Linked DNA regions of Hordeum vulgare: all the other regions are linked to region 2. Evidence: chromatin contacts called from public Hi-C data. All regions are on one chromosome and are shown on one strand. The core of a region is the stretch at or near the end of the contact, and the rest is flanking DNA. Distances in the headings are between cores, read along the strand shown. Region 1 holds the start of LOC123448527 (adagio-like protein 3). Region 2 holds the start of LOC123448525. Region 3 holds the start of LOC123446405.

The links. Hi-C and Micro-C count contacts between places; a contact is called where the count stands out from the background.
Region 1: a Hi-C map of leaf shows a contact between it and region 2, with 2.6 times the contacts expected there. The contact joins the promoter of LOC123448527 here to the promoter of LOC123448525 in region 2. A contact is called at or near these places in 3 of 6 Hi-C or Micro-C datasets (leaf and seedling) and 1 of 1 datasets of contacts at active chromatin or transcription factors (embryo).
Region 3: a Hi-C map of seedling shows a contact between it and region 2, with 4 times the contacts expected there. The contact joins the promoter of LOC123446405 here to the promoter of LOC123448525 in region 2. A contact is called at or near these places in 2 of 6 Hi-C or Micro-C datasets (leaf and seedling) and 1 of 1 datasets of contacts at active chromatin or transcription factors (embryo).

The regions. Positions count from the first base shown.
Region 1 is chr4H:295,516,338-295,519,803 of MorexV3_pseudomolecules_assembly, forward strand. LOC123448527 (adagio-like protein 3) reads left to right here and starts at 2,196. Exons shown (of 2, transcript XM_045125450.1): 1 at 2,196-2,674. The coding sequence starts at 2,376.
Region 2 is chr4H:295,029,874-295,033,345 of MorexV3_pseudomolecules_assembly, forward strand. It overlaps LOC123448525, which reads left to right and starts at 1,564. Exons shown (of 3, transcript XM_045125449.1): 1 at 1,564-1,800. The coding sequence starts at 1,648.
Region 3 is chr4H:294,748,177-294,751,605 of MorexV3_pseudomolecules_assembly, forward strand. It overlaps LOC123446405, which reads right to left and starts at 1,506. Exons shown (of 2, transcript XM_045123025.1): 1 at 966-1,506; 2 at 247-725. The coding sequence starts at 1,140. The coding sequence ends at 595.

The DNA of each region.
Region 1 (3,466 bases), core at 946-3,445, 490 kb after region 2:
GGGGCCCCATGACGTGATGATGTGTATGGTAAGCCACTTTTTTGCATGTTGTTCCTTAATTCTTTAACTATACAAAAAACATGTGAGTCATTACGTAGGCTTTTACACACATTTACTCAAGTTTGATGCCATATTTTTTTATTAATTATCGTATACTAGACATGGACATAACTGATGCAATTATGAAAGAAGTACGCGAGAGTGGATACTTGTCATTATATGATTGGAAACCAAATTCAATACATTTTGTGTTCAGTGACAACGAGCGGGCACATTTCAACGACCTCACACCCCCTCCCTGATCGCTACGCAATTCCCTCGCTAAAGATTATCCATGATTTTTTCGCTTCAGCGGTTTTCATTCTTTCCCGTCGCAGATCGCACGCCCTTTCCCCCACCCGCTCGATCTGGATAGAGAGTGGTTGGTACCCATTCATTCCTTGCGCTAGCCTGAGAAAGAGATAGGGCGGAGAGGAGCTTGGTGGCGGTGACAGTCGTGGAGGAGATAGCAGGAGAAACCGAGCTACGGAGGGACGGAGAGCATCCCTCCATCTGTCTTCCTCGCTTCCTTCAGCCCGCTTGGACGTCTCGGGCGGTAAGGGCTGGTCGCCGCCGCCCGCCACCCGTCGTCGTCGCTGGCCCACTCCACACCCCATATTCCCTGCATCGGTGCCTTCACGACGTGTCCATTGGTTCGTCCGCTAATGCCGCCTCTCTCCATTGCATGGAGGCATCGAGCTGGATGCCTGGACGTGGAATCCAAGAACACAACGGCCTGGAAGCTACCACCCAGCCCGCTCATGACAAGGGCCTATAGGAGGACCTCCACCTGGTCATGTATCATAGCCGACGGCGCCACCCTGGATGCTAATGTCGCACTGATCTCCTACTACGCCACCGCCCTGTAGGGACAACTGAGGGCCTGTAGGACAGGGATGACCTAACCCTTCATTCGCATGTGTTTAAGACTGAACCGCACCAAGTCATTAGTTGAATTATTAGATGATGTACTCAACTATACCATCTACTTGTAGTTGTCGCACATTGCATATCTTGCCAGAAACAAGACCGTCGTGCTACATGTGCCTTCTCTGAATGTAGTCAATGCAAGTTCTCACGCTGGAAACAAGATCACCATGCAGGTAATATTGCTTGCAAGCATGAATGCAATTTCTCACAGCATGTTAGAGATAATATGCGATTATTCTCAAATAATTATGTGCAGGATATCATGATTCTCCCAAGTGACGCTTCCTGGTTAACGGAGGCCATGAAGATGGAGTTGAGGTTTGACAATGCATCTGTACTTCGGAATATGCAGTTCGAATTCTGATGTTGTTCATATGTAGAGCATCATGAAAAGAAGTATGACCAATATGCCACAAAGGCCGGGCATTAAGACAGACACGTTTCTATTGTGAGTGCAAGCCAGCATCTATATTTCTTTCACGAAATAAAGTAGAATCTTCACAGTATGGAGCGTTTTATGGATTATGATTTAATGAGTACAGCTAAATTTTCGGTTTCTGCAACTTGTAACAATGAACCTTGATTGTTTTCTGTTGACTTATGTTGAAGCTGGATACAAGAGCCTGAATTCTTATATATGTTTTGTTTTGATTTTAAACTCATGTAGGGAAATAAAGACAGTCTTGAACTCTTGATGACAATTATTGCTAAGGCTTGCTACACTGGCAAAGTAATTTATTTTTCTTCTGTTTTACTTAGCTCATGATTCAGAGCTTGTATATAATTGATATGTTTCGTGTATAGCTTAGTTAATATTACAACTTTGTATTAGTGTGACACCTTTAATTACATTATTTCATGGAAGAAATATATTCCAACCGAAGTCGAATTTCATTGTTTTTTGAATAGGCATGTGGCTATCTTTTTATGTATAATGTATTTTTACTACATCATGTTTATGTACGCAATGAGAAAAATAAATGAATGATCCGTGGCAACGCACGGCAGTCAACTAGTCATTATACATGTCTAATAATTAAACGCAACGCGCGGCGTTTGGGTGCCATCTGGTGCGGGCCAACCGTACCGTTGGACCCATATTAGGCCCACTGGCCCACTGGCCCACTCGCTGATCCGCCCCCAGCATGCTTGCTGCAGCAACCCAGCGCGAGATATTTTCTGGCGAATCCGGTAATTAACAACCAACCCCACGCCCCTTCTCTCCTGCGCGCATAGAAAGACAAGACTACTCTACTACTTCTACTCGGCTCTGCAAAATATCTCCCACCTTCGTCTGTAGTAGTACTCCTACTTGGCTCTGGAAAATATCTCCCACCTTCTTCTGCATCAGCAGCGGCATCTCTATTTCCATCCTACGAGCGCGTCGTGTACAGAGTGAGCGAGGCATGTTTGATGGGGTGGATCGCGGCGCCCTCGTGACGGTCAAGCGGATGAGGCTGTGCGCCATGGAGGAGGACGAGGAGGAGGTGGGGATGGAGGTGGACGGGGAAGAGGAGGAGGAGGGGACCGGTGGGTGGGCCTGGGGAGCGCCGGGGCTGGGGATGGCAGGCCAGCCTGGAGAGCAGAGGGCGGCGGCGATCGTGGTGGCGGACGCGGTGGAGCCGGACTTCCCCGTCATCTACGTCAACGCCGCCTTCGAGGCCGCTACGGGGTACCGCGCGCACGAGGTCCTCGGCCGGAACTGGTGAGCGCTCTCACCTTTTCTCTGTTCTGCCGTGGTCGTCTACTTTTCCCGCGGTGTTATCAGGGCGGACATCTCTTTCGATATTCACAACTCACAAGTGTGGGTAGCCACTAGGTAGTTTTGAATTCGGCCCTTTCATCGTAAAATTAGGACTCTAATTCGTATTCGTGCAATTTGTTTTTATAATTTATTAGAATGTCCTTGCACCGTTTTTTTTCCCGGGAAATCCTTGCACCACTTCGCCTTTGCAGCGTCTGTGGTCGTAATGCTAGTGCAAAGATAGGTACTCGCTTATCGGATGTCTCTGAAGAGACGGTAGGTACTCACTTATGGTATGTAAAATGTGGTTATCTACTTCGATTGGCCGGTTCTTGTATGTAGGGGCTCAATAGTTTCTTTTTTCTAGAATATATACAAGCATGAATATGATATATTCATAGAAGAAGAGCCAAGACGGATGATACAACACAACGTCGTGCTACCCCGAGAGGTGAGCACCCACATCCAACTAACCCTCTTTGCCCAAACTCAAGCCAAACAATGGCGAAGAGAAACACGGAGCACACAGGCCGTGCCCCTCCTTGCCCAAACTCAAGCCAAACAATGGCGAAGAGGACAAACACAGAGCACACGGGCCGCGCCCCCTGGTATCAAACACCTCAGAGCACGACAAAAACAACTAACTAAACTAGATCAATGCACTCTACACCCATGGTGCCTAGAAGATCTGCAAGTGGATAGTGGGAGCCAGCCTGACTCGATGAAGAAGTTACTGATGAGGCGTCGATGATG
Region 2 (3,472 bases), core at 314-2,813:
GTTGCCGGGCATCACCTCTGATGTCTCCGTGCACAGATATGGCTAGCTTGCTACCTCGGTATGGAAAGATGATGGGCAAGGATAGAAAGAGACGAGGTAGAAGGATGGGTAGGCGGGGGATAAGCATTGGACAGTTGGGAACAACGGGATAAGAATTCATGGGCCCATGTTTGACACGCGTCACCCGAGCGACACGGCTTAAACGGTGAAGAATCATCCTGTTGATTTAGAAACAATATGTTGGCATATTTTACTATATTCTTTGGAAAATTCTTACCTCCCGCTGGTTGATCCGAACAATCTATCCACCGCTTCCTCGGCCATTGATCTTGTTTTAACCGACAGCCCAGATCGTATCCGCGCGCCAACGGAGCAGAGACCGTTTCCTGAAACTGAAGCATTGTTTCAGGAAACGGTTCTGAAGCTGGGCACGCTCGCGCTCGCTGCAAGGAGGCGGCGGCTACCGGATCTGGGAGGGCGACGACGCGGCCGCTCGCCCCCGACGTCGGCCGCTCCCGCCGCAGTCCCTCCACCACGACGTCGGCCGGCCCTTCCCTACCCCCACCGCCCGCGACGCCAGCCGCTCGCCTCCGACGCTGGCGGCCCAACGCACACTGCTACCAGCCGCTCCCGCCGGCAGCCCCTTCGCCCCGCCGGCCGCCCCGCCCCGCCGCCAAGAGCTCGCCGGCCGCCCCGCCGCCTAGAGCTCACCGGCCGCCCGCCGCCAAGAGTTCCCTGCTCGCTAGGTAGTGGTTCTGCAACTTGACCTTTGTTGCAAAAAATTCCTGAAACATGACCTTTGTTGCAAAAAATTCTCCCGCAAAACGAAGAAAAAAATTCTGCAACAAGCAAATTGTTTCTGAAACTCGACCGTTGTTTCAGGAATTAACAGATCCAAAGTTTATTTATTGCAACAAAGCGAAAGTTTCCGCAACTCGAGCGTCGTTTCAGAACCATGCGGCGGGGATGCAGGGCGTTAGATCGCCATCCGACGGATAGCTAGGTGACGGATAATTTTTAGAAATCATCCGACGGATGCGTAGCATATTCTTTTGTTTGTTTGTTTTGGACGTAATTGGTGTACAAGGACAACTTCAATGCATCATCCCATATTGCCACGTTGGTTCTTGTGTTTCATGCGTCCGTGTCCAAACCGTATACGTGTGTGTAATTCCGTATTTCAATGAACCCAAACGCTGGACGGTGCGTACGCGCGATAGACTGCTCACGAGCGGCCGCACGCCAGCCGTTCATCGCCCCGGCCGAGATGAACGAAACGTGTTAGGTGGACCCGGCCAGGGAGACGGTCTCCACTTGCCCCTCCATTCTATCCGCACTGCTACAGGAAGAGAAGGGTTCGCCGGCCAGAAGATCTGACGACTGCGGCTATTGGGACAGAGGCTCGTACGGGCATATCAACCACCACGCTGAGGGGACATCAGCAGCTGATTCGAGCGGTTCGCGCATGATGAGAAAAGAGGGAGGAAGAGGCCTGTGCCGCCATTGACGCGAGGCGACGAACGACGGCGGAGCGCACTGCTACATCCGCGAGAGAAGGTTAGTTCCTGCACTCTACCTTCTCTAATTAGTCAAGCGGAATGAGGGCAGGGGATTTTTCTTCCCTTTTTTCAAGCTTTGTAGCCATCCATGGAGGGGAGGTTGGGTCGCCTTACTCGGGAGGGGGAAATCTACAGTTTAGATATCATAGGCGCGACCCCTCGACGGGGGAGGGGGGAAATCCCATATGACACACATCAATTTTTCACTGAGAATCTCATGAACGACAGGCGTGGGTGTAAGGTATGGTTCTCCCTTTAATGGCTTGATGTACGATTACAATAGGCAACATTGAATATTTTTGTAGGCAATTTAGATAGCTTCAGTATAAGATTATAATCGGCAATAGAACACTGGACATAGCAGTTAGCGCCTTTGGATGTTATACTAGTAGTTAGAAGTTAGCGGAAATTTTGTTCGAATTTTGAATTTTTATCACATGCCAGTGTTTGAATGGCTTGATGCTGCTCGAATCTAGCTGTTTCTAATTTTGCTGTAGGCAGTTTTTGGTAGGTTTTAGCACGACTACAATAGGCAGTGCAACACTGCTGGTAGATAGGCAACTGTAGATAAGTTCGGTATGACTATAATGGCAATACTGAACATTTTAGCAGCTTTGCATCATCCAAACACCGGAGGGAGTCTTAAATCGCCTAACCTACTAGTTAAGTTGCCTAAACCGACAATTTATTCTTTGTTTTCATAGGCAGTAAGACTGAAAATCTATATATGAACTTCTTTGTTCTGCAAAACATCTAAACATACGTAAGACAACTTTTTGACTCAGCTTAATGGAATCGGGCGGCAAGAAGCTAGCCCGTTACAACTGGAATTGTGATAGGCAATTTTATTCGTCATACGGGGATAGCCAAGTTTACCATTTTCTCTTGCATTTTAACTCGCGTCAGTTAGGCAGTTATACACAAAATCATTAGATAAAGAAACTGAATGTTGGTTCACGTGAGGAAATTTTTTGTTCTGGTTCCAGTTTGCTAGTTTATGTATGGCATGAGAAACTTCAATGTTACCTTTGATATAACCTGCATATGCACACGGGAAACTTTAATGTATGACACGAATGGAGTCGCCTACTACCCCATTATATAGTCGCCGCACCCATGCCCAACTCGACCAAATCCATACACTAAGTTACTCAAACAACTAATACACATATGGAGTCACCTAAACCTTAATTCATATTCGCTCGCCCTTTCACACATACACAGCCGACCGCGTTAAACTAAAACACCCACGACCACCGAACTCACAAGTCGCCTACCATCACATTTCATAGTCATCGCATCACCAAATCCAATACACTAAGTCGCCCATACACCTAATCCAGAACGGAGTGGTCTCAATCCCAACTCATAGTCGCCCTGCTCATCCACAAACCGAGCCGACCGAACTAAGTCGCCCACGACCACCAAACGAGTGGAGTCACTTACCACTCCACTATATAGTCATTGCATCCCACGCCCAACTCGATCAAATCCAATCACTAAGTCGCTCACACGCCTAATCCACAGACGGAGATACCTAATACACGCCTAAACCATGTCGCCTAAAACAACACACCCTTCCAAATAGCCTAAGCCGACTAACCAACTCCCCCATCCCTGACGTACTAGCTCGGCTAACCCATCGACCTAGTTGCCTAAAACATCATACCCTTCCAATCGCCTAAGCCGACCAACCAACTAATCCATCCCCGGTGTGCTAGGTCACCGAACCCATTGCCCAAGTCACCTAAAACAACACACCCTTCCAATTCGGCTAATCCGACCAAACAAACTCCCCATCCACCGTGTGCTAGGTCACCTAACCCATCTCCATGTCACCTAAAACAACAAACCCTTTCAAAATCGCCTAAGACGACCAACAAACTCGCTCATCCCTGGCATACTAGCTCGCC
Region 3 (3,429 bases), core at 256-2,755, 280 kb before region 2:
TGGACCATATGATTCTACACGTTATGTTAGTCAATTTACATATAGATCATGCCATTTAGGCAAATTAAATTAAATACTACGGTTAATTAGTTATGAATTTTTTTAACATGCCATTTAGGCAAATTAAATGAAAACACAAATTTAAACATTTTAATCAAGGTTGAAATTTGTATATTGTGAAACTACACAAAATTCCAAGCATTTTTCATGTATAAAGTTTTTAAGTCCAATGCACGGTTATTTTTCTATGAATTAAATTATTTTAACATGGCACCATGCAAATTAATGCAAACACAAATTTGAACCGGGGGGGCTCACAGTGGGTGAGGTGGCGAGGGAGATGGGTCGGCCTTGCTGCACCGCGGGGTGGCTTGCCTGGAGGCGGCTGGGCCGACATACTCGAGGCCCACACGAGGGCGCTGCAGGGGCAAGCGGGGCGGCTCGGTGCGGGGTTGGGCTTGCTGCTGGGTGAGGCCACGATCCACACGATTGAGGGTGCGCCTGGCGGCTGGGACAAGCGATCAAGCGAACGGGAGGAGCGGAGCAGCTACATGGGTCATAGTCATCCTGTCATTTTTCTCCTCGTGGCCTCGCCTAACCAGGCCGTGCGATGCAGGGGACGGGGCAATGACGACGGGCAAAGCACGCGTTAGGCAAGGCGAAGGGAGGCCGACAGTGGGGAACGTCGGTCTCGTCCGGGGCGTAGCGATAGCAGGGGTTGGCTCCTGCACAAGAATGAAAGAGAGAGAGAGATTGAGACAGGGAGATGGAAAGGAAATTGGGAGGAGGAGTGGTGCACGCACAAGGCAGACCCTAGAGGTGTGATGGAGCTCGCCGGCATGGATTGCTTGAGTGCAGGAGGAGCTAGAGATGGCGAGGTGCATCGCGGGGACGAGCGGGAGCCGCTGGAGCGAGGATGGTCCGGAGCGGGCACAGCAGGAGCTTGGGGATGTGGCACGGCGTACCTGGTGCTGCTGCTTGTCGGCGACTCGCCGGCCAGCGGAAGGTCGGAGTGGCGGGCATGCAGGCGCCATGGCCCATGGTTGCTGCTGGAGAGCCAGAGGGGCGCGACCATGCCGGGGAAAGGAGAAGGAGGCACGACTCCGGGGGCAGCTCGCGGGCGAGGAGATCGAGCGACATGGCGGCTGTGGATCAGGATGAGGCCATTGGGGATTTTGGATCAAGGTTGCGGCGCTGGATTGGCTCGGCGCTGAAATTGCGGGAGGTCGTCAGATCGGCTAGATCCAGGAGGATCATGAGGTGGGGGTAACTCGCGGCTTGCTGGCGGCGGAAATGCAACTAAGGATGGTACACATCCTAGGGTTTCATTTGCTTAAATAGTTAGGTAGGTTAGAGGCACCAATTTTGAAACCTCCGATTTAGATCAAACGATCCATATAGGGCCTGTTTGTTTGAGAAGTCCTCAGACTTTTTTTTAGTTCCAACTTAAAAGTCCCTAGTCCGTACCTGTTTGTTTCCAGGGACTAAATAGGGACTAGAGGTCATTAAATGACATGTAAAAAGACCATGTTATCCTTAGTAATGTAGTAGTAGTTATTAAATTACATGCTAAAAGTAGGGGCATTGTTGCAAAAAGTGCCAAAAAGTCCTAAAAAGTCCCTCACATAGGTACTTCTTCAAATAGACCCAAACACCCCACTTTAGTCCCTAAAAGTCCCTCCTGTTTGTTTCACATGGGACTTTTTGGGACTTTCTTTAGTCCCTACACCAAAAAGTCCCTGGAAACAAACACCACCATAAATAGGTTAAAGAGTTTAATGCAAAATCGATAGTTTGGGGTATTATGGGGTTGATCCGGACCCAACCGTCACAACCGGATATCTTTGATTTTAGGAGGTTTTCGGACTAGGTTGAGAGCAGTTCGGTGCATTGTGCAAAGAGGATAGGCAGGGATGAGAGTGAAGACGGGCAGCCTGACATCAGATTTTAAACATCAAAACGTCTCACAATGGACTGGCTATAGTGTTGCAATAGGTTTAATGGGTCGGGTATCAAACGACCTCCGAATCCGATGAAATTTGACACGCGGTCTACCTACACTATATTAAGACCACACATCAACTTTCGACTCATTCCGAGAAAGGTTTATACACACTTTTAAGAGCAATATTTTAACGATGTCGCGGGCGTGTGCGTGTGTGGTTGGTCTCAAAATGGTCGACAACAAACATGGAGGGAACGTGCAACTAACAACAAATGCTAGTTTTGAAAATTGGCGACAATGAAGTGTCGATGCAATGCAAATTATGGAGAATGATGTGACAACCAAATAAATCACACGACGACAATGGAATAAAAAGGGAATGTTTTAGAGTGTCGGTTCCTGGCTCTTACCACTCTCTTCCACTAACGAAAGATCTCGACCTGAGATCTAAGAATGAAAGGAGGAAGTGGAAGAAGACATGATGAGGTAAAAACTAGTTGCTTCTTGACAAATGAGTGAAACTAATGACCCTTGAAGGTTGCAAATATATGAAGAATGACATGCGGAACAAGCAAGAATACAAACGAAATTTGGGCAACACTTCGGTAGGAAAGAGAAGAAAAACGTGACAAGATGGAAAGAACTTGAAAAGGGAACACAACACTCCGGTTGAATGGACAAGCAAGGGAAGAACATGATCTTGGCAAAACCAAATGATGGGGTGAAGGAGCAACATCACAATGGCTCCTAAAAACGAATAGAAACTAGATCATTTGACGGAGAAGAAAAATGACAACTTATATGAATTTGATAAGCAATCTTAGAAGACGAATTGAACAGAGTTGATCGAAATTAACAACGAAATAAGAAGCTTGTTGTGCACTTATGAAAACCATCTCAAATAATGAGGTGACAACCGGCCACTAAGAGAACAGTTGATTACTTTGGAGCAACAAGATATGCAAAACTTCTATCACCAAGAGGATATATTAAGAACTTGGATGAATGATAATCACTGTAATCGCAACAGTCCTTAGGACATGTTTAGATGAAATCCAATCCAAACTTCAATGAAGAAATCATGAGTTCATAATATCTAATGATCAAAGAAATTGGTGGGTTTAAATATCCCATTCTTGAAACAAATTCTCTTCAAGACTCCTCATTAATCAAGCATGCTATAATACCACCTCAAAGGATAATGGTGGAAGAATTGCACTTCGAATGCAAGATGAAGAATACTTGAGCTCCTCAAACAAGAATCTTGAAGAACACTTCGACAAAAAATTACATACTCAATGAACCACCATGAAGAACCACTTGGAGAAGACCAGAATGAAATGATGATAGAAAAGAATTGAAGGTTGAAAATACAAGATTATGACCTTGCAAGATTCAGATGGGACTTCATGAATAGATACTTGAGAAAAGCTTGGAACTCCAGAAAAGAATTTCTCATGATCGAAAACAGTTGAGAGGATCGC